4 separate regions of the Mus musculus genome follow, and regions 1, 3 and 4 are each linked to region 2. The links are chromatin contacts, called in public HiChIP or PLAC-seq and Micro-C maps. All regions are on one chromosome and are shown on one strand. The core of a region is the stretch at or near the end of the contact, and the rest is flanking DNA. Distances in the headings are between cores, read along the strand shown. Region 1 holds the start of Farp1 (FERM, RhoGEF (Arhgef) and pleckstrin domain protein 1 (chondrocyte-derived)). Region 2 holds the start of Stk24 (serine/threonine kinase 24). Region 3 has its middle 17 kb from the start of Gm52124. Region 4 overlaps Ipo5 (importin 5).

The links. Hi-C and Micro-C count contacts between places; a contact is called where the count stands out from the background. HiChIP or PLAC-seq counts read pairs in DNA pulled down with a chosen protein or histone mark.
Region 1: a contact with region 2 is called in a Micro-C map of embryonic stem cells, with 5 times the contacts expected there. The contact joins the promoter of Farp1 here to the promoter of Stk24 in region 2. A contact is called at or near these places in 6 of 39 promoter capture datasets (the 3T3-L1 cell line, embryonic stem cells, liver and 1 more), 3 of 484 Hi-C or Micro-C datasets (all in embryonic stem cells), 4 of 115 datasets of contacts at active chromatin or transcription factors (cardiomyocytes, extraembryonic endoderm stem cells, microglia and 1 more) and 1 of 9 other capture datasets (embryonic stem cells).
Region 3: a contact with region 2 is called in an HNF4G HiChIP or PLAC-seq map of pancreatic cancer cells. The contact joins the enhancer-like site here to the promoter of Stk24 in region 2. A contact is called at or near these places in 6 of 39 promoter capture datasets (the 3T3-L1 cell line, 3T3-L1-derived adipocytes, embryonic stem cells and 3 more) and 2 of 115 datasets of contacts at active chromatin or transcription factors (pancreatic cancer cells and stem cell-derived neural progenitor cells).
Region 4: an H3K4me3 HiChIP or PLAC-seq map of embryonic stem cells shows a contact between it and region 2, with 10 read pairs. The contact joins the enhancer-like site here to the promoter of Stk24 in region 2. A contact is called at or near these places in 9 of 39 promoter capture datasets (3T3-L1-derived adipocytes, the C10 cell line, cranial neural crest and 4 more) and 3 of 115 datasets of contacts at active chromatin or transcription factors (craniofacial prominence, embryonic forebrain and embryonic stem cells).

The regions. Positions count from the first base shown.
Region 1 is chr14:121,033,879-121,037,383 of GRCm38.p6, reverse strand. It overlaps Farp1 (FERM, RhoGEF (Arhgef) and pleckstrin domain protein 1 (chondrocyte-derived)), which reads right to left and starts at 1,810. Exons shown (of 27, transcript NM_134082.3): 1 at 1,459-1,810.
Region 2 is chr14:121,377,919-121,381,230 of GRCm38.p6, reverse strand. It overlaps Stk24 (serine/threonine kinase 24), which reads left to right and starts at 2,001. Exons shown (of 11, transcript NM_145465.2): 1 at 2,001-2,333. The coding sequence starts at 2,292.
Region 3 is chr14:120,867,052-120,870,184 of GRCm38.p6, reverse strand. No RefSeq gene overlaps it. Among named protein-coding and RNA genes, the nearest start is that of Gm52124, 17 kb to the right of the region's middle. Within about 2 kb of position 1,439, at least 65 of the 459 cell types and tissues checked have an H3K27ac peak or open chromatin away from gene starts, as enhancers often do. A contact at or near this core is called in hippocampal neurons, where this site is marked.
Region 4 is chr14:120,947,937-120,951,531 of GRCm38.p6, reverse strand. It overlaps Ipo5 (importin 5), which reads right to left. Exons shown (of 26, transcript NM_023579.4): 26 at 3,486-3,595. Among named protein-coding and RNA genes, the nearest start is that of Ipo5, 39 kb to the right of the region's middle. Within about 2 kb of position 1,636, at least 7 of the 459 cell types and tissues checked have an H3K27ac peak or open chromatin away from gene starts, as enhancers often do. A contact at or near this core is called in embryonic stem cells, where this site is marked.

The sequences.
Region 1 (3,505 bases), core at 561-3,060, 340 kb after region 2:
TCGTTGTGCTTGGAGAAGGTCCAATATTAGTGTCTTGCTGCAGACCGATGCTGCAGGAATATAAAGTGGGCTGTGTGGATGCCAGACCCACGGAAGACGTGCATTTTCAGAGACCCACCCACCTGAAAAGCTGAGGCTAAGATGCCAGCAAGAAATGTGGGGCTGAGGGGAAAGACGACAGGGATTTGAAAAGGGCCCCACCTTAGCTTTCAAAACACCAAACCAATTTTTAAAGGCAACTCCTCAACTAAAGCTTTCATAATCCAAAAGGCTTTCCCCCTCTTTCTCCATTCCTTGTTCAGATAGAAAAAGAGAAGTAAGACAACGCTAGGGGAATGTTCTGAAGTGGGCTTGGCCAAGTCCCCACGTGCAAAGCACATTAAACATGGCCCATCGTTGGGTCGAGGTTATGGTCAGAAAACGCTGCCTACTAAGGGAGGGATTGGAAGTCTGGAGGGTAAACCATGGGCAGGGGCCAGGTTTAAGGTTGTCAAACGCGGTAAACTAGCACGGAGGAAGGCTGAAACAAAAATAAATGAAACAGCCGGAGGCCACTGAACTCCGGAGCCGGAGCCGGGGAGGGGAGGAGAAGCTGAGCCTGGTAAACTGTTCCAGATGAGAGGCAGTTATTCGCTCCCACATCTTCACCAGCACGTCTCAAACCTCGTTCCTTTGTGAGCCCTACCTCCCTATTTTCTAGGGGGACTCTAGAAAATCCCTGCCAGCCGTGGTTTCCGGGTCCCAACAAGGAATCTGGTACTCCTCCACGACCCCTAGGTCTAAGACTCACCGGGGTCCGGATGGATCACAAGGCTAAAGTTTTCCGAACTTAAATCGTAAAAAATCACAATCAGAAGTTCTGAACTCCCCGTCCCCCCACACAAAAATAATAATATATATCCTGTGCTTTAAAAAGGGAGGGGGAAACTTCCCCCTCCATAAGGCAGAGAGTAAAGAGAAACAAGATCTAACTTAAGAGGGCGTGTTCCTCTTTGTCACCCACCGGGAGGTTCTCGCCGCCCGTGGGCGAGATGCAGTGACCCGGCGGCACGGCGGCACCCGTGCTGCCGGGAGACGGACCTCCAGAGCCGAGATTGCAGCCTGAGGTCCGGAAGAGGCGTCGGGGGCGCTGTCACCCGGCAGGGTGGGATGGGAGGAAGCGGGGGAGGGGCGCCCAAGGAGAGGAAGCCAAGCTGGGGAGAACCCACGAGCTCAGAGCCCCGCAGCCCAGGTCCGCGGAGGTGAGCTCCACCGGTGCCCGAGGAACCGTGGCTTCTGCTATTGTTGCGGGGCCTGCGGCCGCCGGCTACAAAAAGGACCGTTCCCGTGGACTCCGCAGCCAGCTCGGCCGGCGCCCAGGGCCGCGAGCGCGGGGACTCGCACAAGTTGCCGCCGCGGCCCGGTCCACCCAGGCGGCCGCCCTCCCGCCGCGGTCATTGTTCGCCGCACGCCTCCTACCTCGGTGGCTCCGGGTCCGGGCTGCGGGCTGCGGGCTGCAAGGCTGGCGAGGGCGCGGCGGCGGCGAGCGAGGGGTCCCCGCGGGCGGCGGGCGCGCGAGCTAGGCAGGCGGCGGCCGGCCGAGGTCCGAGCCATCAAAGGTGGCGCGGGGCGGAGGGGAGGGCGGAGCAGGCGGGGTGGGTGGGGAGCGAGCTCCGGGTCGCCGCGGCCGCCTCGACGCCCGGCCCGAGCGCCACTCGCGTGGGGAGGAGCGGCGCAGAGCGGGCGGTGGCCGCGTCCCCGCCCCGCACCTTCTCCGGGCTCCCCGCTCCCCGCAGCCGCTGCGCCCGCGCCGGGACCAGCCGCCTCCGAGGCTGTTGAGCGGGAAATGAGGGCCACCACTGCCCCTCCCAGGGCCTGGGCCGAGCCCTCGGCAGGGGGAGCCTGGGCACAGCCTGGGGACGGCGGAGAGCCACAGCCCCCTCCAGCGTCCGAGCCGTGACCTGCGCCCGCACAGCGGCCCCGCCCCGCTCCGCCCCGCCCCGGAGGCAGGTGCGCAGAAAGGTGGACCGTGGGCAGGGCCACGCCACCCTGGAGCTGTGCCTTACTTGGGCGTGTGGCAAGAGCTGGTGTCTGAGCTGCACCACCAAGCCAAGAGCGGGAAGAAGCGCCACCGCGGAGACGCGAGCGCTAGTCGCTGGTGTCCAGCGGGATGCGGAGGCCCGGAGGGAGATTCGTGGCACTGACTCCGCAGGTCGCCTTTGGAAGCCTGACAGAGAACTACGACATCACGTGGAAAGCGTTTTACAAAGACCCACGAATTCCGCCCCCCACCCCTTCCAGGCCACTAGCGCAGGCTTCCGGCACCACCCTAAGCGGCGCGGTATTCAATGCCAGAGACACAGGTGCCACCTCTGATGCTGCTCGGGCTCAGTGCCCACCACCTGAGCGAATCCCAGGACAGTGCCCAACCCCACCTCTCTCCGACCAGGGACAGCAGAATGCCCTGCTTAGTGTGGCGAGATTTAGAATGACTTGCAGTTATTTGATTCCGTTTTTTTTTCCCCCAGAACTTGGTGATATAGTCGGAAGATTCATGATCAGAAGGCCCACGATACTAGGTGACTTTCAATCACTATCCCCACCCACTAGGTGCCATTTTTCCTTCGTCCTTCTTCCCTGTCTCTGTCTGGGAAAGATCTTGGGCCACTGACCGTATGGAACACAGGAAAGCCTTGTTCTGCCGGATCCAGAGGCTAGTGTGGACCCGCCCCTAGAGCCAATTTGGCTCAGATTCCGGTCATTTTCCACCCTGGAGGAGTTCACTGACCTCAGTCGCAACTACAACGGAGCTACAACTGAACTTAACCAAGTGAAATTGTCTCTGTGGCTAGGGAGGGAGGCTGAAGACATGAAAGCTTGATTATCAGAGAGGGGCACCTGTAAGTCATGGGAGTCAAAAGCAGTCTGCGGAGGGTTGGGGCTGTTTCTTGCATGCTGCAAAATCCCTCTGGCCTCTGGGGAACCAGACAGGCCTTGGGCGATTTGCTAGAGAGAATCATGGGTGGGTTGGAAGCTAGCTCTGTGGCCAAACTGTGTGTGGCTTTACAAGTATGGGTGAGCTATTTTCAGCCAGTAATTTTCTTAAGTGTAGTGGTCAAACTGCCACCAAGAGCAGCAGCACTCGATTTTAAATTCCTCTCCCACTCCTCCCCAGAAAGTCTCCTCATGTAGCCCAGACTGGTCCTCGTGCCTCTACCTCTTAAGCATTAGGATTTCGGTCTGAACCACCAGGCCCAGTAAAGGAAAGCAAATTCAAGCAATTATCACACCTTAAGAACCGCTATAATGGGGAACCGACCACAGGTTCAGAGTCTCTTCACAGGATAAGAAGACAGTGGCCAGACTGATTTCTGAGGTTGGGACATGACATGGATGGGTTTAAAGTTATTACAGGTTATTCCCAGTGTGCAGCCTGGCTTTACTAACAACCTCTGATGCTGTGGAATCGCCTGGGAATCTTGTCCCAGTTCGGATTCTGTATCGGTCTGTTTCAAACATTCCGGGT
Region 2 (3,312 bases), core at 752-3,251:
CTAGCTGCTGTGACAAAGCACCAGGACAAAGGCAGCTTTTATAACAAAGTATCTATTTGGGTGAATTGCTCCAGAGGGTCTAGAGTCAGTGGTGGCAGGGGAGCTTGGCAGGCATGACAGCAGCATAGGAAGTTGATTGCTCAGGTCTTGAACCATAAGCACCAAGCATAGAGAAGAGCACTGGGCAAGGCTTTGAAACATCAAAGCTCACCATCACTCCCACCAGGAATTCTTCCTCCAGCAAGGCTGGGTTGCTTATACCTCCCCAAATAGCACTCACCCACTGGGGAGCAAGTGTTCAGATACATGAGCCTCTGAGGGACATTATCACAATTACTAAACATGACCTACTAAAATATCTTTTCTTCTTTTTTTTTTTTGGGGGGGGGGTCATGTTCTTTAGAAAGTGTCTCCCTGTATAACCCTGGTTGTCCTGGAACTATATAGACCAGGCTGGCCTTGAACTCACAGAGATCTGCCCGCTTCTGCCTCCCAAATGCTGGGGTTAAAGGCTTGTGCCACCACACCTGGTGAAGTAGTAGTAGTAAGAAAGTACTCTTTATGTAATCAGACATTTCCAAGGCTGAAAGTCGCTGCCTCTTGGTAGAGACTCCTGTATTTCTGGTCATTCTTTCATGTTATTCTAGGTAGAATTTGAGGTTGAATAATATATGCCTTTTCAAGATTCATGGTCTTGATCATTTTCCCTTGTATTCATTAAGTACTCCATTTTTTTTTCTTTTCTTTTTAGGTTTCTTCTGCTTAGGGAACACATAAACTCTTGGTTATATGGGTTCATACTTTTAATGTTTTCAGTTTACTCTTTAGAAGTGGCAACGCATCTCAGTCAGGTGACCAGGAGTAATCATGCAAGCCTTCTAATACATCTTAGCATCCTGGAGGTCTCCTAGGCTAGGTTTCCAAAGGGTATTCGGCTTACTTTAACTTCTGATGCAGGACCCAGAGGGAGCCTGTGTTCTTGGAATACAAGGACACCTCAGAGAATAATCTCTTCTCTACCTTAGTCGAGGATTTATGCGTCCTCTATTTCTGAACTCTTGGGGACTCATTTTGTATGGTTAACCTTGCACAGCTGTGGGGCAAAGCGGGCACTCCTGAATGAGGCCTCAGGGTCCCTATGGCGAGAGACACAGCGATTCTGACTCTTAGACCACTTCCTATTTGCCACTTGTAAATAAAGTACTTCCTGGAACCGCATGGATTCACTCCATCCTTCCTTGTTTGCTGCAGAAGCGGCAGCTTAGGAGGAGGGCAGAGCTGGTGCCCAGAGAGGGCCTACGGCCTTAGGAGCAGTGAAGCGAGGGGAGGGCTGGGTAAGAGTCGGGACGCGGTTTCCTTCTATTGTCTTCCCTTCCTCCAGCACCCCTCCGCACCCCACTTTTCCCTTCTTGTGCGCAGCGCAGAGATGGCGGGGCCCAGCCCTTCCTCTGTCCAGCTAAGTTTCCACAGCCGGCGGCCCAGGCGAGGCTGAGTTCAGTACCCAAGGCAGTGCACACAAACCGCCCTCTCTACCCTTGGGGTTTCTTCCTTGATCTGGCTGGAAACTTCGTACAGTGAGGACGCTCCGGCCGGGGCTTTTGGAATAGGCCCCAGGCTAGGCCCCTCTGGGGACACCCCGAGTGCAGACTCTGGCCTCTGGAGGGCCAGGGCGGGTGGAGAGGGAAGGGTAGGAGTGGGCGGTGCTCTTCGCTCCCCCAAACTCAGCTCTCTTCCGCGCGCGAGGCCCACCCCGCGGTTCCGAAGGACCCCGGCGCACAGCACCCGAGAGCGCCCGCCTGCCCGCCGGGCCCCGGGGACCCCGCCTGCGCGCCCGCAGGGAGGCGCGACTGCGGCCTAGGGCGCCCGGCGGCTCCTCCCCTCCCCCTCCCCCTCCCGGAAGCGCGGGGCGGGGTCCCCGGCCGGGCCGCGGGGGCGGGCGCGGGGGCCGGGCCGGGGCGGGGCGCGGCGGACTGTGCGCGCCCACTCGGCTCCAGGCGGCCAGCGCTCGCGGGCCCAGGCCGCCCGGCTCGACCTGAGCACCGCGGCGGCGCAGCGACGGGATCCCTGGAGAAGCAGCCGCAGTCTCGAGACGTCCCCCGCGCCCCCCACTGCCCGCCCCAGGCTCAGTGTATGGGGCCGCGGCCCGCCAACCTTCGTTGAGACCGTCCCCGGGGTGCGGTGGCCTCGGGCTCCAGAGCCCGCCCCGCCACCCGAGGGCTGCGCGCGGCCCCGGGCCTGCTCGCCGCGCGGCTCCGCGCGTCCCGGGCCAGGAAGTGGCGGCGCCGAGCGCCATGGCCCACTCCCCGGTGCAGTCGGGCCTGCCGGGCATGCAGGTAGGTTGGGGTGGCCCGGTCGGGCTGCGGCCAGGGCGGAAGCGGGCAACTTGGCGGTGTCAACACGCCCCCCCTCCCCCCAACCAGCCGGGCCCGCTTCTCCGGGATCTTCGCCGACTCGGGCGGCGGGGATCTCGGGTGTATGCACGTGGAGGGGCTTTGGGGTCTGCGGCCTGGGGCCGAGGTGGGGTGCAGGAGCTTTGCGCTCCCCAAGTCCGACGCGCAGGCCGAGCGCCCATCCCGGGCAGGAGTCTGAACTAGTGTCCTTGGAGGCCCCGCTTTGGTGCCTGGGCCCTATGTGGGCCTGGGACAGGGATAGCGGCACTCTGGGGTCCGTCCTCAGTTAGCAAAAGTCCCTCCCCAGACCCCTCAAGCGGGAGACCCGAGCGCAGGGCGGGAGCGCGCCCCGGCTGGTCACAGTCCGGGCGGGCCGCAGGGCGGGGTGCAGGAAGATGTAACCTCGCATCGGAGCCTGTAGTTCTGGTGCGGAAAGTGCGAGGTTGCAAACTCGGGAGGCGGAACCCACACCTCCGCGAGCGCCCTGGTGTGCAGAGCCCAGGTTCATCCCTCGGGTGCCAGGACTCCGCTGCTGGACTTTCACTTTGAGACCGGTTGGCATCCAGAGGAACTGTGTGCTAGCGGGCTTCTTGGTGCACACTTTGTATCTTCTTAGCCTGCCAGTGACTTTTTCTTCGGAGGGGAAGGGGGCGGTGAGGGGACGGAGTTGAATTTCAAGTTTATATGGATGCACGAACTTTTTTTTTGCTATTGAGGATGGTTTTCTGCACTTTGAAAAACAATCACTTGTCTGTTCAAACTTGTAAAGTTTGTGAGCGTATATAATAAATACAGACATAATGATTGCGATTAAGATAGCAAGACCAGTCAAAGTTTTGCTTTCCCAAGGAAGTGAACGGAAGAGTTTTGCTTAAAAAAAAACAAACAAAAATCAACAACAACAAAAAAAAAACAAAACACC
Region 3 (3,133 bases), core at 190-2,689, 510 kb after region 2:
GAATTGTCCAGTTTTTAGAAAGCAAGATTTAGGCCTAGTCTCTGTAACTTCCAATCTGAAGCCTGTCACGGAATCAGCCTTCATGAGAAGGCTGTCCTGTCATGAGAACTAGCCTTCTCACTCATCTTTCCCAAGTCTACCCTGACAAAGACGATGTTGTGGATCACGTTTGCAGAGATCCACCTCACGCGCGCACAGAGGGACTTCCATCCTTGCTCCCCACCTTGTGAGTTTGTGGTAGCCCTTATGGGAATGCTCTGGTTGGGGTGCTCCATGCTCCCACAGCCTTGCTTAGAGAGGTCACCTTGTAAACCACTTGCACACCACAACTGATCCTGGATCCCAGCTCAGTAAGGTCTCCTGCCAAGCACCCATCTTTGCCTAAAGAAGCTTTGCCCAGGTCCTCAGCCACTTTCCTATCCGACGACATCCATTTCTTGCTTCTGAAGTTGGCATCTGACCTAAGTCCTCTAGACTTCCTTGTCTCCTCCACCGCCCAGTTCTCCAGGTGACTGTGTCGCTGCAATCAGCCATCCCCTTTCTGGTCGTAGACTGCTGTGCAGCATTGCTCTCTTGATGTCACCGTGAGTGGCTAGGATTTGTGTTTTATTCTAATGTTTGACAAGTCGTCAGCAGACATTTGTTGGAACGAGTGACAGAAGAAAATGAACTCCGAATACAGTTCCCCAAGGTCTGCAGTGTGGAACAGAAGAGTGATTTCCAGTCTTCTGTTTACAAATCAGTTTCCTGTGGGTATTTGTGGGTAGGGAGAAAGGATTTATTTTGGCTTCAAGCTCACAGGGATACAACCCACAATAGCAGTGAAGGCAAACTGGTAGAAACAGGAGGCAAGTAGTCACATTGCTATCTGACTAAGGCCAGCCCCAGCGATGCACTCCCCGCATTGAATATTTATTTACGTATGTATGTAAGGTTCATAACTTTAAGCAGAGCCACCAGCTGGTGGCCAAACTTTCAAAAACTAGAACCTATAGAGGCCATTTCACACTCAAATGTCAACAACCTGCCTTTTGTGTATCTCTATCCCCTGGGGAGAAGAAAAGAAGCCACAGGGAGCCGTCTTGCAGAAGAATGATACAATATCCTCTAAAGTCAGAGATTTATCCTCCACAACACTCATATCAGAACAACCCTCAATTTTGTGGGCTTACCCTAGTCCCATGGGGGTAAAAATCATGATTAATTTAAATGATGACCCCATTCAGATTGCCAGGAATGGTTTGTGTCCAAGTTTTAGCCAATGGTTTTCCCAAAACCTCTTTGAAGGTTTTGGGAAAGATTTTTGACTTATGACTGAAACATATCAGCCCCCTAAAGAATGGAGAGGGCCAGGGTGAGGGAGCAAGAGGCATGCCAAAGGCCAGCCTCATCACTGAGCCAAGGCTGCTCTGGATGTGGGGTGGGGCCATCCATGGGCTGCATACCACCCTGCAGTGACATACACGAAGAAACAGAGAGTAAATACCTGGACGTTGCTGTCACAACTAAGCGTGCGACCAATGGATTTGTCTTGCCAAATAGACTGTGGGCCAGTTTGGGTGCTTTCCAAGAAGTGTTTGAGTTGCTCGCGGAGCAGCCCATACAAGGGCTGTGCTTTAAGGATGACATAGCAATCTGTGCTGGATTGAAGAAAACAGGGAAACAACCGCAGAGCAATGGTTCTCAGCCGACATTTTCAGAAGCACTATTTAACTGCAGGAGTCAATCAGTTTAGCCACCACTTAAGACAATCTGGGCTCTGTATTTTTTTACAAGACAGAATGATATAAAACACTGAAACCAAAAAGCATATTTCTTTTTTGCCAGTTGAAGGCTGAAAGCGTTTTAACTGACACAGAGTGGATCCCTTAAAAAGGCAAGCGACCTAGCAGATTCTTTTTAAAAGATATACATGTTGTTAAGTGTCTGTAAGGACGTATTGTGTGCATGATGTGTGTGTGTGTGTGTGTGTGTGTGTGTGTGTGTGTGTGTGTGTGGTATGCAAATACATGCAGGTGCCTGCAGAGGCTAAAAGAGGGCTTCCTGCCCCTGGAGCTGAGTTTCAGGTGACTGTGAGTCACCTTGAATGGGAGCTGGGAACTGAACTTGGGTGGTCTGCAAAATCCGCATGCACTCTTACTGAGCCACCTCTCCAGCTCCTGTATCTCCGCGTCAGTGACTGTAAACCTTTGTGGAATAGATGACGTTGGTGCTGACACCTTTGCGGTTTTGGCACTCTCCCAGCATAGTTCATGAATTTGAGCATGATGCCACCATGATCACATGAGAAAATTCTAGAAAAACTCTAGGAAGAGCTCGAAAGGAAAGCCATGATTTTTTTTTATTATGTCTTTTCATTTGAATTTCCATTTTTTTCCTGATACTGGGTTATTGAATGTTTGACTTCCATAATTTTTCTGGTCATAGCATTTAAGGTATTATTAAAATTATAAACACATTAGTCACAAGTCGCAAAATTAGATTTTTGCCTAATAACGAAATGATTGTTTTGTGTTTATGAATACAAAGGCTACATTTTAAAAATAGATGCAATCTTATTTTTGTGATTTTTCTTCTTAGATGTGATTTGGACCCCGTGGAACACTTTTAGAGTGCCAGATTATTTCATATGGGGAATGACTATTTTCGTTTGCCATCTCAAAGACAGTCTTGGAGCTAGCAATCTGGGAGTAATTGCAATATGGAATAAAAAAAAAATATCTTGCGGCAGCAAGTGAAATGGACACATCTCTTCAGCCATGTGATAGCTGATTTATCTCATGCACTGCCTCAGACATCAGGAACCTTGGAAGGACTCCTGGTGTTGAAGGATAAGGCAGAGGAGTATTCTAGAGAACTAGAGTTTATTTTGGCTTCAAAGCTGGTTACTATTCTCAGAGACAGAAAACTGGGCAATAGCAAGCTGTAGCAGAAGGACGGCTTCAACAAATGAGCTTGATACATTGTTTTAGGAATCCCTCCCAGGGCCATGTCACAGTGCCTCATTGCTTTACATACGGTATCAATTGCATCTTATTTATGCGACCTGCTTTCCTCGAAAATGTCAAGGATCAGCTGCATTGACACATGTCATCAATCTCAACTCGAGGGCTCTTCGTTCAATCACCCAGTA
Region 4 (3,595 bases), core at 387-2,886, 430 kb after region 2:
AACACAGGATGTCAGCGCCATCTTGTAACGGCGAATGTGAGGGCGGCTCCCCACAGGCAGCTCACAGTGGCTTCCAAGGGACATCATGCATTCTTCGGTATATATATATACACATACATACTTATATATACATTATATTTTTAAAATGTATATTACTATATAATATATATTACATATATATATCCAACCACAATCAAGGAAAAAGGGTAACTATAATATAAATGACAAGTTCCATTATTTTATTGTATTTACCACCAATCTTTCTACTATTATTTGTTGAGATATAATTCTTGTTTGCTCCCTGGAAAGGTGGGGAGGAACCATTTTGGACTTTGAGGCCACCCTAGGAAGCATGGTACTGTTTTAAGACAAACAAGAAGAATAATTAGAAAAAAAACCCAAATCTAAAAAGGCAGCCTGGGGGCTGAGCAAAGATGGCTTTCTGATGTTTGTGGTGCCAGGGAATTGAACTCAGGGCTCCTGCATGGCAGGAAAGAGAAGAACTCCTAGGCCCCTCTTCTCTAACAGAGGGGCTCATCAAGTTGTCCAGGCTGGGGTTGGATTCTCTGTGTTCAGGCAAGCCTTGGATTTCCAAGCCTCTATCTCCCTACTAGCTGGGCTGCTTTAAAGTGTAATGTTTTCATTTCACTGAAACTATAGTTATATTTTGACTTTTTTAAGTCAATGTAGACATTTCATTATTTTCAGCTTTAAGCCACTGTGTAATTGCATTCTGTTCTGGGGAATGCAGTGTTTTGATACAGATACAGGTTGTATAGTGAGCTAATCGGAGCGGTTGTGGGAAGGGGCTGTGATGGTTTGGGTGAGAATGGCCCCCATGGGCTCATATATTGAATGCTTGGTTTCAGGGACTAAAAAGATCAGGTGTGGCCTTGTTGGGGAGGGCTTCATTTTGAGGCTTCAAAAGTCCACACCAGTGTTGACTGGACCCAGGACCTCCCGCATGCTAAGGCAGGGTCCACCTTAGGCTGTGGCTAGTATCTGGAAATGACTCCCTGGGAGTTTCCCCTCACCCCCCGCCCCCCCAGGACATGGGTGTTAGCTGCCACCAACACAGTGCCAGTGCCAAATCTGGCACAGGAGCTAAATTGTCTCAGTTACCACAACACTGCCACACGCCAGTCAGGAGACCTCTGGTGACTCTGGTAGAAGGCAACCATTTATGCACAGACATCTTTGTGGACCTCATAGAAAGCAGCGTGGCTGTGGTAGGGTGTTGCCAGGTAGTTTGAGGGGGAAGATCAAAGTCCTTGGGTGTGGCATTCCTCTATCTATAACCCAAGCTATGGGGACTTTGGGGCAATGTCTAATTGCAGCTGGATGAGACAGCCAGACCCCCATCTGTCACCCCTCTGGCCTTGTGTTCCTTCACCAGAGCTGGCAGGCCATGGGGGACTGCTGCAAAGCCAGCTGGGTGCCTCAGCCAGATCCCCAGATTCAATGGAGAGGCTTTGTCTCCCGGTCTTTTGAAGCGTGTGTCCCCCATGAAGCAGAAGGCAGCTGTGATAGATACCCTAGGAGATACCTCTTACACATGCCCAGGATCCCTCACTTTTGTGCAGGCAAGCGACTGCTCCTTACAGGGATCTAGTGCCAACACCATAGAAGCTGCTGGTGTTGTGGCAGTTACTATGGTGATCTCCCCCAATAGGAAGCAGTGCGCGAGACTATACTGACAGCCTCTGTTTTCAACAGACCCCTTTTCTCGTGCTGGGGGTAGATGCAGGGGTCTTGTGTGTTACTGAGAGCCAGAAGGAATCACAAGCATGAGATACTTACTCACTTTGTAGAGTTCTGGTCTCAGAACTCAGAAATCCGCCTGCCTCTGCCTCCTTGGAGTGCTGGGATTAAAGGAGAGCGCCACCACGCCCAGCTTTTTTTTTTTTTTTTGGGAGATACTTTCACTTACCCATGTCCTGCTCAGAAACCAATCTCTCCTTTACTTAAGACTGAGCCCAGAGCGTCACACTCACTGGACTTTAGCCTCCTGCAGCCTGGGGACTGGAGCCAGGCTTCATGCATGCGGGACCAGCACTCAGCCAGTTCAGCCGATAAAGGTGCTTGCTGCCAAGTCTGACAACCTCAGTTTGATCCCTGGGACTTATACTGTGGAAGGAGAGAACCAACTCTAGCAAGCTTTTCTTCTGACCTCAATACAGCACTGCAGAAAATGCACACTAATACATGTAGTAAAGGAATAAAATACAAAACTCTAGTAGGAACTTGAGAGGGTGTGGCTCAATTCCTAGCACCCACGGGGCAGCTCACAACTATCTAACTGCAGTTCCTGGGGATCGGATGCCCTCTTCTGGTTTCCTCAGGTACTGCACATACGGTATCCAGACGTACCTGGCAGGCCCTTAACACTCATGCCCTTAACAAAGCAAAGGCTGGTACAACCTAGGAAGCCAGGGCAGGGCTAACTGAGGGAAGATGTTTAGTGGGCTACTTGGCCTTTTCAATGACCTACTTGGCATTTAAACGAGAAACCTTCAAGATAACTAGACCACAAAATGTCTACCAAACTACATGTGTGTACATGCCATTTATTAGGAGACCAGCGGCATCAAGAGTTATTTTTTTTACTTATGGATACTTGCTAAGTCAAGCTACAACCTGAATTGTGATAAAAGTGCTTCACATTACAGAGTCACAGTTACCACTATGACAGTTTTATTTCTAATTTATAGCATTAAAAAATATTCAAAATTGAGTTGGGCTGAGTATGTATTGTTACAAAATCCCCAGAAAAGATGGAGCCTTAGTTTTCTCTCCAGAAAGCTCAGATTCATAAAATTTATCACTTACTGACATGCAAGGCCAGTTAACATTTTCATCTTGCACGGACAGAATGAGATATCCCAGGTGTGTCCCCAAACAACGTAAAGACTGTCACACAGTTGCCTCTGGCACCTGCTTCTTCCCCACCAAAATTCACTGCCAATTCTTCCTCTTGCCAAACTGCATCAAACCGCCAGTATCCTGCTGTGGATCCCACTAGTCACTGACAGGGAGGTATTTGTCCTCACAAGTACTTAGTGCAGTGCGTACACTTAGCTCCCCACAAATCCCAGTATCTCCTAACCACACCACTCACTACCTTACCTTGGCAGGTAGGCTGTGTTTATCACGTGCTTCTTTTCAGCAAATGCAACAGTAATTTAAACAAAAGCCAAACTTACGTTGCTCCAGGCACTGGGCAACAGTACAATGCCCCACCTCAGACTGGAGCACAGAGGGTTTGCAGCACTGGTACGGGAACAGAGCACTAAGCCCCTCCAAACATCACCACACCCCTTCTCCAAGAGGCCAAGCACCTGACATTCTGGAAGCACTGCCCGATGGGATGCTCAAGCCACACGCTCAGCATATTTCCTGCAGACCTGAACCATGCAGAGCTGGAGGCTGAGTGCGCAGTCCAAGGGCACATGCCAATCAGAGCCATCTGAATAAAATCCATTTCATTTTCAATTTCATTCCAAATTTTGTTTTAATGAAGTAATGCAAATCATTTAAAGAAAAAATTTTTTAATTTTAAATTCTGATTTATGCATAAAACTCATTTTTGTATCAC